2 separate regions of the Capra hircus genome follow, and region 2 is linked to region 1. A link is a contact called in public Hi-C data. All regions are on one chromosome and are shown on one strand. The core of a region is the stretch at or near the end of the contact, and the rest is flanking DNA. Distances in the headings are between cores, read along the strand shown.

Region 1 (3,296 bases), core at 523-3,022:
GAGATTTCAGGGGGTCAGGGAAGATGAACGGCAGGTGCCAAGGGCTGGGATGTGGAGGAACAGAAAGAAGGCGGTGGATCTTTGTGCAGGGGGAGGGGCAGAGCGGCTCAAGATAAGTGCAGCAGAGGTCAGGTCAGCAGGTGGAGGGCGGTGGTGAAGAATTCGGCTTCTGCTCTGCGTGAGATAGGGACACAGGAGGTTTGAAGCAGAAGGACACGGCGTTACTCCTCCCTCTGGATGTAGGTGGAAAATCACAATGGGAAGTAAACAGACGTACAGGAGGCCGTATTCTTCGTAGTGACTGTGTGTGGCCTGTCTCCCCAGCCTCCCCCTCTCCCCAGCTAGAACAGGGAAAGGTTGATTGTTTTCTTCACAGCACCTAAGGATCCAGACAGTTGTCCCTGCTCTCATGCAGGGTGGTGAGTGGAGGGACTTAACAGGTTTCCACAGGTGGAAACAAGTTGAAGAGACCTTCGGATTTAGGCCTGTGCCCCATCCCCAGTCCAGGACAGGAGTGGCTCTCACAGTCAGTGGGCTCAGAGGAGAGCTGGGGGTGAAGTCAGTCCCTCCCCTGGGCCCAGCCCACAGCTGAATCAATCAGTGAACCCCCGGTGGAGCCTAGCCTCAGGTCCTTTAGACACAGTTTCAATGACCGCAGACGAGTGAGGCAACTACCTGAGCTCCGCCCTTCCCCACTTCTTTCTCCCACCTGCCCAGAGTAATCTTTCTCAACCAAACTCCAAACAGGTCCCTCCTCGGCTCTCCAGGGCCCCTGGAGCAAAGTCCAGACTCCTCCAGGCCCTGACCCTGCCGCCCTGCCCACCCCACCCCCATCCTGAGAGAGGCTCTCAGTAACTCTGAGATGGTTACTGCCTCTAACCTCAGGCCTTTCCCCTCGGCATTTTCTTGACTTCCTCTGGGAAGTTGCCCAGACCCTTGGTCAAGTGACCCGCCTCTTGACTGTCACAGTGCCCTGTGGTCCCCACCCCCCCCCCCAACCCATCGAAATACACTTCCCTCTGCATTGGAATTGCCTGTTGACTTCGCCTGTCTCCCCCACGTGACTGGGAGAGCGACCCTTCAGCAGAGACCCCGAGTGTTTTGTTCAGGGTTGTATCCCCCCCAGCGCCGGGAGGGGTGCCTGGTTCGTTAGTGGGCACACAGTCAGTATGTGCGTTTTTCTAGCTGATGCCCGTTTGCTTTGCAAAAAAAAAAAAGGGCCGTGGCATTGCACACTGTCAGCAGCCACGTGGAGGGGTCCATTGCTTCTCTCCGCCCCCGAACTGTGTGCTGCCCCTGGTCAATCCCACGCTCTCTGCGGGGCACTCTACGGGCGAAGGCACCCCCTGCCCCGTTCCGACACTCGAGGAGGTGGCGGTCTCCGAAAGTCAGGTGCTCAGAGCCGCGGCGCGTGGCGCCAGGGGGCGCCAGAGGCGGGAGAGCCTGCGGCGCCGAGCCGGCCCGGGCGCCCGAGTCCTGAAGAGGGGTCCCGCCTCGTCCAGGGGTTCCCAGCGCCCCGCCCCCGGCAGCCCGCCGCCCGGCGCCCATGCACGCGCCCGAGGCCCGGCGTCCGCGCGGCCCCGCCCGGCTCCCAACGCCACGCGGCGCGAGCCCCGCCAGCCCCCAGCGCACCTGCTCGGGGCGGGGCCGCTGGCGAAGGCGCGTCTCGATTGGCGCGGAGGTGACAAAGGGGCGTGACTGGGACGGGCCACGCCCACCCGCGACTGGCGTACTTAAGGGAATCGGCGGCCCGTCTCCACTCACAGCGCAGCTGCACGGCGTCGTGGGTGGAGAGCTTTGCGATCCCGGTGCGACCCGGCGAGACCCCCCCCCCCCACCCGCTGCTTCGGCCACCATGCCGCGCTCTTTCCTCGTCAGGAAGTCTGCCGGCTCCCGCCGGAGACCCAATTACAGTGAGCTGCACGACTCTTCTCCAGGTGAGGGGACCGGACCCCTGGGGAGTTCGGGGGAGGCAAGCGAAGGCTGCATGGGGAGAGCACTGGAGGAGCAGGGGGCTTGGGGACGAAGTCGAGGGGCGAGAGTCGAGTCAAAGAATAGAGCCTGGGTGCGGATAAGCTCGGGTCAGGTGGGTCCGGGAGATGTGGAGAGGGTGTTTGGAGGGCGGTGGTCTTGGGCTGAGGAAACGGAAACTTAGCAGCCGCAGAGAAGAGGGGCGCCCCTCCCAAAAGTGAGAAGAGGAGGCTTCTATCTGGACAGACGCCGGGCCGAGGGCTCCGAAAGAGTCCAGGGGATTTGGGGGAGGGTGTGGGAGAAGAATGTGTATGGAAGGGGGCCTGGGACAGGGGTGTGGTGCCTTGGCAGCTGAGGAGACGAGGGGCCAGGATGCTGGGGTCTGGCCTCAAGCTGGGTACTTGGGTACCTCAGGAGGATGGAGATGTGGAAATGACCCCCTTGAGTCGGAGCTAGGGAAGGGGGATTCTTCCCGGAAGAGGGAGAACCAGGTGACCTGGGTGAAGAGGGGCTCAGACTGTCTGTCCTAGTAGTGAATCTGGTATTCATCTGATAAGCCCTGAGTGCTAGCCCCGTTCAGCTCCTGGCCCACATCAGGCTGATGTCTGCTGGCTGACTGAGCTCACGCCTGACCTTGCCCTCTTCTCTGTCCCCTGCTCAGAGCTCACTTTCCAGCAGCCCTACGACCAGGCCCACCTGCTGGCAGCCATCCCACCGCCCGAGGTCCTCAATCCCACCGCCTCCTTGCCGACACTCATCTGGGACTCTCTCTTGGCGCCCCAAGCCCAGCCCATCAGTTGGGCTTCTCTGCTGCCCCAGGAGATCCCCAAGGCTGGCGAGCTGACCTCCCTGTCCGACGAGGACAGCGGGAAAGGCTCCCAGCCCCCCAGCCCACCCTCGCCGGCTCCTTCGTCCTTCTCGTCCACTTCAGCCTCCTCCTTGGAGGCTGAGGGCTATGCTGCCTTCCCAGGCTTGGGCCAGTTGCCCAAGCAGCTGACCGGGCTCTCTGTGGCCAAGGACCCCCAGTCTCGCAAGGCCTTCAACTGCAAATACTGCAACAAGGAGTACGTCAGCCTGGGTGCCCTCAAGATGCACATCCGGAGCCACACGCTGCCCTGCGTCTGTAGCACCTGCGGGAAGGCCTTCTCCAGGCCCTGGCTGCTGCAGGGCCACGTCCGGACCCACACCGGTGAGTCCCACCCCACCCCTAGCCCCCATTCTCTCTGCCTTCGCTGCCAGCGCTTGTAAGATGGGCTTTGCTGTTACTTTCAGATTGGGGGAACCGAGGCCCCCGCCGTCTCCTGACACCTAGCTCGAGAGTTCGG
Region 2 (3,296 bases), core at 589-3,088, 140 kb after region 1:
TGTATGCTAGGCACTGCACTAGATGGATGATCTCATTTCCCCTTCCCAGTGACACTAAGGAACCGATAAGCTTTATCATGTACCCATTTTAGAGGTGAGGAAACTGAGGCTCAGAGAGGGCCAGCACCTTGGCCCAGGTCACATAGTTAAGAAGCAGAGTCAGGATGCTAAGTCCAGGCTGCTCCAGGCAGCACCAGAGGTTTTAGGTCCACAAGCTGGGTGCTGGGGGAACAGGTTAAAGGCACTATGGCATCATGGGCCAGGTGCCCAAGTTAGGTACGAAAAAAAAAAAAAAAGACTCAGAACATGAAACTGCAAATCCAGAAAGCCTCTGGTGATCTACAGCTCAGGTCATACAGACAGCTATGGCAGAGATGGTATGCAAACCCTGGCCAGTCAGGGCAGAAAGCCAAAGGTGGTGGCGGACTCATTCTCACCTCAGGCAAGGGATATCTATGCGTGGTGGCCCCCTCCCCCTCCCCGGGGTAAAAGGAAAGATGTCACAATGTTTGACAAATAAATAAAGCTGGATGAGCTGGCGACACCCAAGCAAAGGGGCCTCCCAGTCACCTGACTCTGGAGTTCTCAAAGGCAATTTCTTTACCCCTGGGGACACTTGGCTCTGCTGGGGCCTGGCAATGAGATTCCTGAGGCTCAAGTGGAAGTCAGAGAAGGGGGTGGAGGTCATTGCTTGCTAGAGCAGAAACGGTAGGCCCAGCAGGCAGACACCAGGACCTTGTCGGGGGGCAGAAGCAGAGCAAGGGTCTCTAAGTTTTCGGTCTAGTCTGTGGACTCCCCCAAGTCCTTATGGAGGAGGTTAATATAAACATCTACATGGGGGAGAGGAAGTGGCTGGGACTGGGGCTTAAATTTTGAGAGAAAGCTTAAACTGGAAGGTGTGGGAGGCCCTCACCACCCAGGATTTCAAAATACAGGGTGAGAGTTAATTCGCGGGGTGTGGGGGGAGGGGTGAGGGTCTATAAACTGAAGCTATAAATCTAGGATGGGGCTTTGGAGGAAGGGCGTCTGGGGCACTCGGTACGTGGGGCCCCCTGAGTTGAGGTTCCCAGAGCAGACCTGATATGCTCAGATTTGGGGGGTGAAGTCACTACAGCCCAGGGCCCAGGCAGGGGTGCAGATAGGGCCCTAGGGTGTGAAATCTGTATCTGGGGAACCTGGGATAGGGTGTAACTCTTAGGAGGGGGGCCAGTACATGTCACTGAGGCGGGGGGGGGGGTGCCTTCGGCTTGGGGTCCTGGTGTGGTGGGTCCCCAAGACTAGGGGCTCTTTACAGCCGTGGGGACTCCGGGCTAGGATTGGGATCCGACAGCGTGATGGGAGCTGTCCGTAGCCCGAGGAGTTGATATGGCAGCTCCTTGATCCGGGGGGCTGTCTTTGCATCCAGAAAGCCCCGTGGCTGGGGTTCTGGTTTGCGCTTGGAAGGGGCGCTGGGGTGGGGTCCCAAGACTTAGGGGCGCTACTTGCAAGTTAGGAGCCGCGCCTGGAGCTCTGTACTGGGGGCTGAGGCTGGGGTTCCGATCCAGGGGACCCAGGATCGCGGCCCCGCAGCCCAGGCTGGCTGGTGACTGCGGGCCGGGAGAGGGGGCCGGAGGTCCTACCTGGGGAGTAGAGCGCGGCCAGCTCGCGGGCCCCGGCGTGCTGCGCGCCCCAGCGCCGGCAGGACACCGCCTCATCGTCTTCGAGCTCTGGCTGCTGGCCCGGCCCGTCTTCGGCGCCCGCCATGGCCCCTCGCCCGGCCAGCCCGGTGAGCTCCGCTGGCGGCGGCGGCGGTGGCGGCGGCGGCAGGGCCGCGGAACCGCGGCGAGATCACGCCGCCCAATGACGGCCCGGCCCCGGGCGCGGCCGCGGCGCCGACGGGGGTCTCGCCCGGCCGCGCGTCACAGCCAATGGGGGCGCGCGCCGGGGGCCGCGCCAGCCAATCAGCGGCCGCCTAGCCGCAGCCAACCGCGGCGCGCGAGGGGCGGGTCCGCAGCCTACGGAAGAGCCGGGCTGCGGCGCGTCTCGGCTGCTCGCGCGTCTGTGCACGTCGCCGCCGCACTGTGGGTCCGAGCGCGCTGACGGCCCCGGGAGGGCTGTGTTTACCCCCGCGGTGCCCCCGGTGCCGAGGGCCGAGGTCTGAGCGGCCGTCTCTTGGGCACTCCCAGGCCGGCGTCTGTGACGGGCAGGGGACGCGCGGGGAGGGTCCCCTGGCCGGGGAGGGGAGGCCCCGTTTGGAGGGTCCCTGGCCGGGGCCGGTTTCAGGGTCTCCGAAGACCCCGAGCGTCGCCCCTCACCGTGGGCCCCGCTCGCGCGGTGCCCCCGGGGACAAGCCTGACCGGGGGGGTGGGGGCAGTGTCCCTCAGCGGGAGGAGACAGGAAAGTGATAAGAGTCTCTGTCAGATTTGGTGAGCGCTGACTATCTGTTGGGCGCCGGGCCAAGAGCTCGACCGCAGGGTGTTTTTTACTCACAGTCCGGAGCCGGGTGGCCTCCTCAGAGGCCCCTGTCACCGCAGCGCCCGGAGGTGCCCCCTTCTCCGGTCACTGTGACATCACCTCGCCTTCCCAGTGCTCGTCGGAACGGACAGTGCCAGGCTCCCCCCTCCCCAGAAAGCAAGCTCCCCAGGGCTAAGACTTGCTGAGTTCACAGCCGTTCTCCCACGTCCCTATCAGCCTAAGTGAAGTGAAGTGGAAGTCCCTCAGTCGTGTCCGACTCTTTGAGACCCGCATGGACTATACAGTCCATGGAATTCTCCAGGCCAGGATACTGGAGTGGGTAGCTTTCTCCTTCCCTAAGGGGATCTTCCCAAAGGGCTCGAGGAAATGCTTATGGAGTGAATTAAGTCTCAAATGAATTTATTACCTCAGCAGGAACTCGACCGGTCTAACCGACTACAAAGTACACAGTAATTGCTCACATAAATTCCACACCGCGTCACCCGCCAAATGGGAGCTAAGAGTGTTCAAGAGGTGGGGGAACAGGGAGGGGAAGTTAAGACCCCATTCTGTCTTTTGGAGGCTCCATCCTTGTTCTCAAGGTTTAAGCCCTGGATTGTCCCGGTGCTAAGAAAAGTCAGTCACCCCAGGAGTGTTTCCTGGGCGTTCCGACCCTGGGCGGCTACGATCCCCGCCAGACCCACGCCCCTATTCTGTTTCTTTGTATATACCACCTCCCAGGAAAGAAAAGCGTGCTTCCTTGGCAGGGAGAGATTGCAGTATGCAATTCACCTCGTGCTGAATTCTGGCAAAACTGACTGGCTTTGCCTTCTGTTTACACAGTTCAAATTTTCAATCCAGGA

Evidence for each region. A called contact is a pair of places that touch in the nucleus more often than the background predicts.
Region 2: a Hi-C map of blood shows a contact between it and region 1, with 2.3 times the contacts expected there. The contact joins the promoter of LOC102173207 here to the promoter of SNAI1 in region 1. A contact is called at or near these places in 2 of 5 Hi-C or Micro-C datasets (both in blood).

What each region holds. Positions count from the first base shown.
Region 1 is chr13:77,564,927-77,568,222 of ARS1.2, forward strand. It overlaps SNAI1 (zinc finger protein SNAI1), which reads left to right and starts at 1,773. Exons shown (of 3, transcript XM_013968979.2): 1 at 1,773-1,937; 2 at 2,633-3,160. The coding sequence starts at 1,856.
Region 2 is chr13:77,709,247-77,712,542 of ARS1.2, forward strand. It overlaps LOC102173207 (transmembrane protein 189), which reads right to left and starts at 1,839. Exons shown (of 6, transcript XM_018058018.1): 1 at 1,620-1,839. The coding sequence starts at 1,743.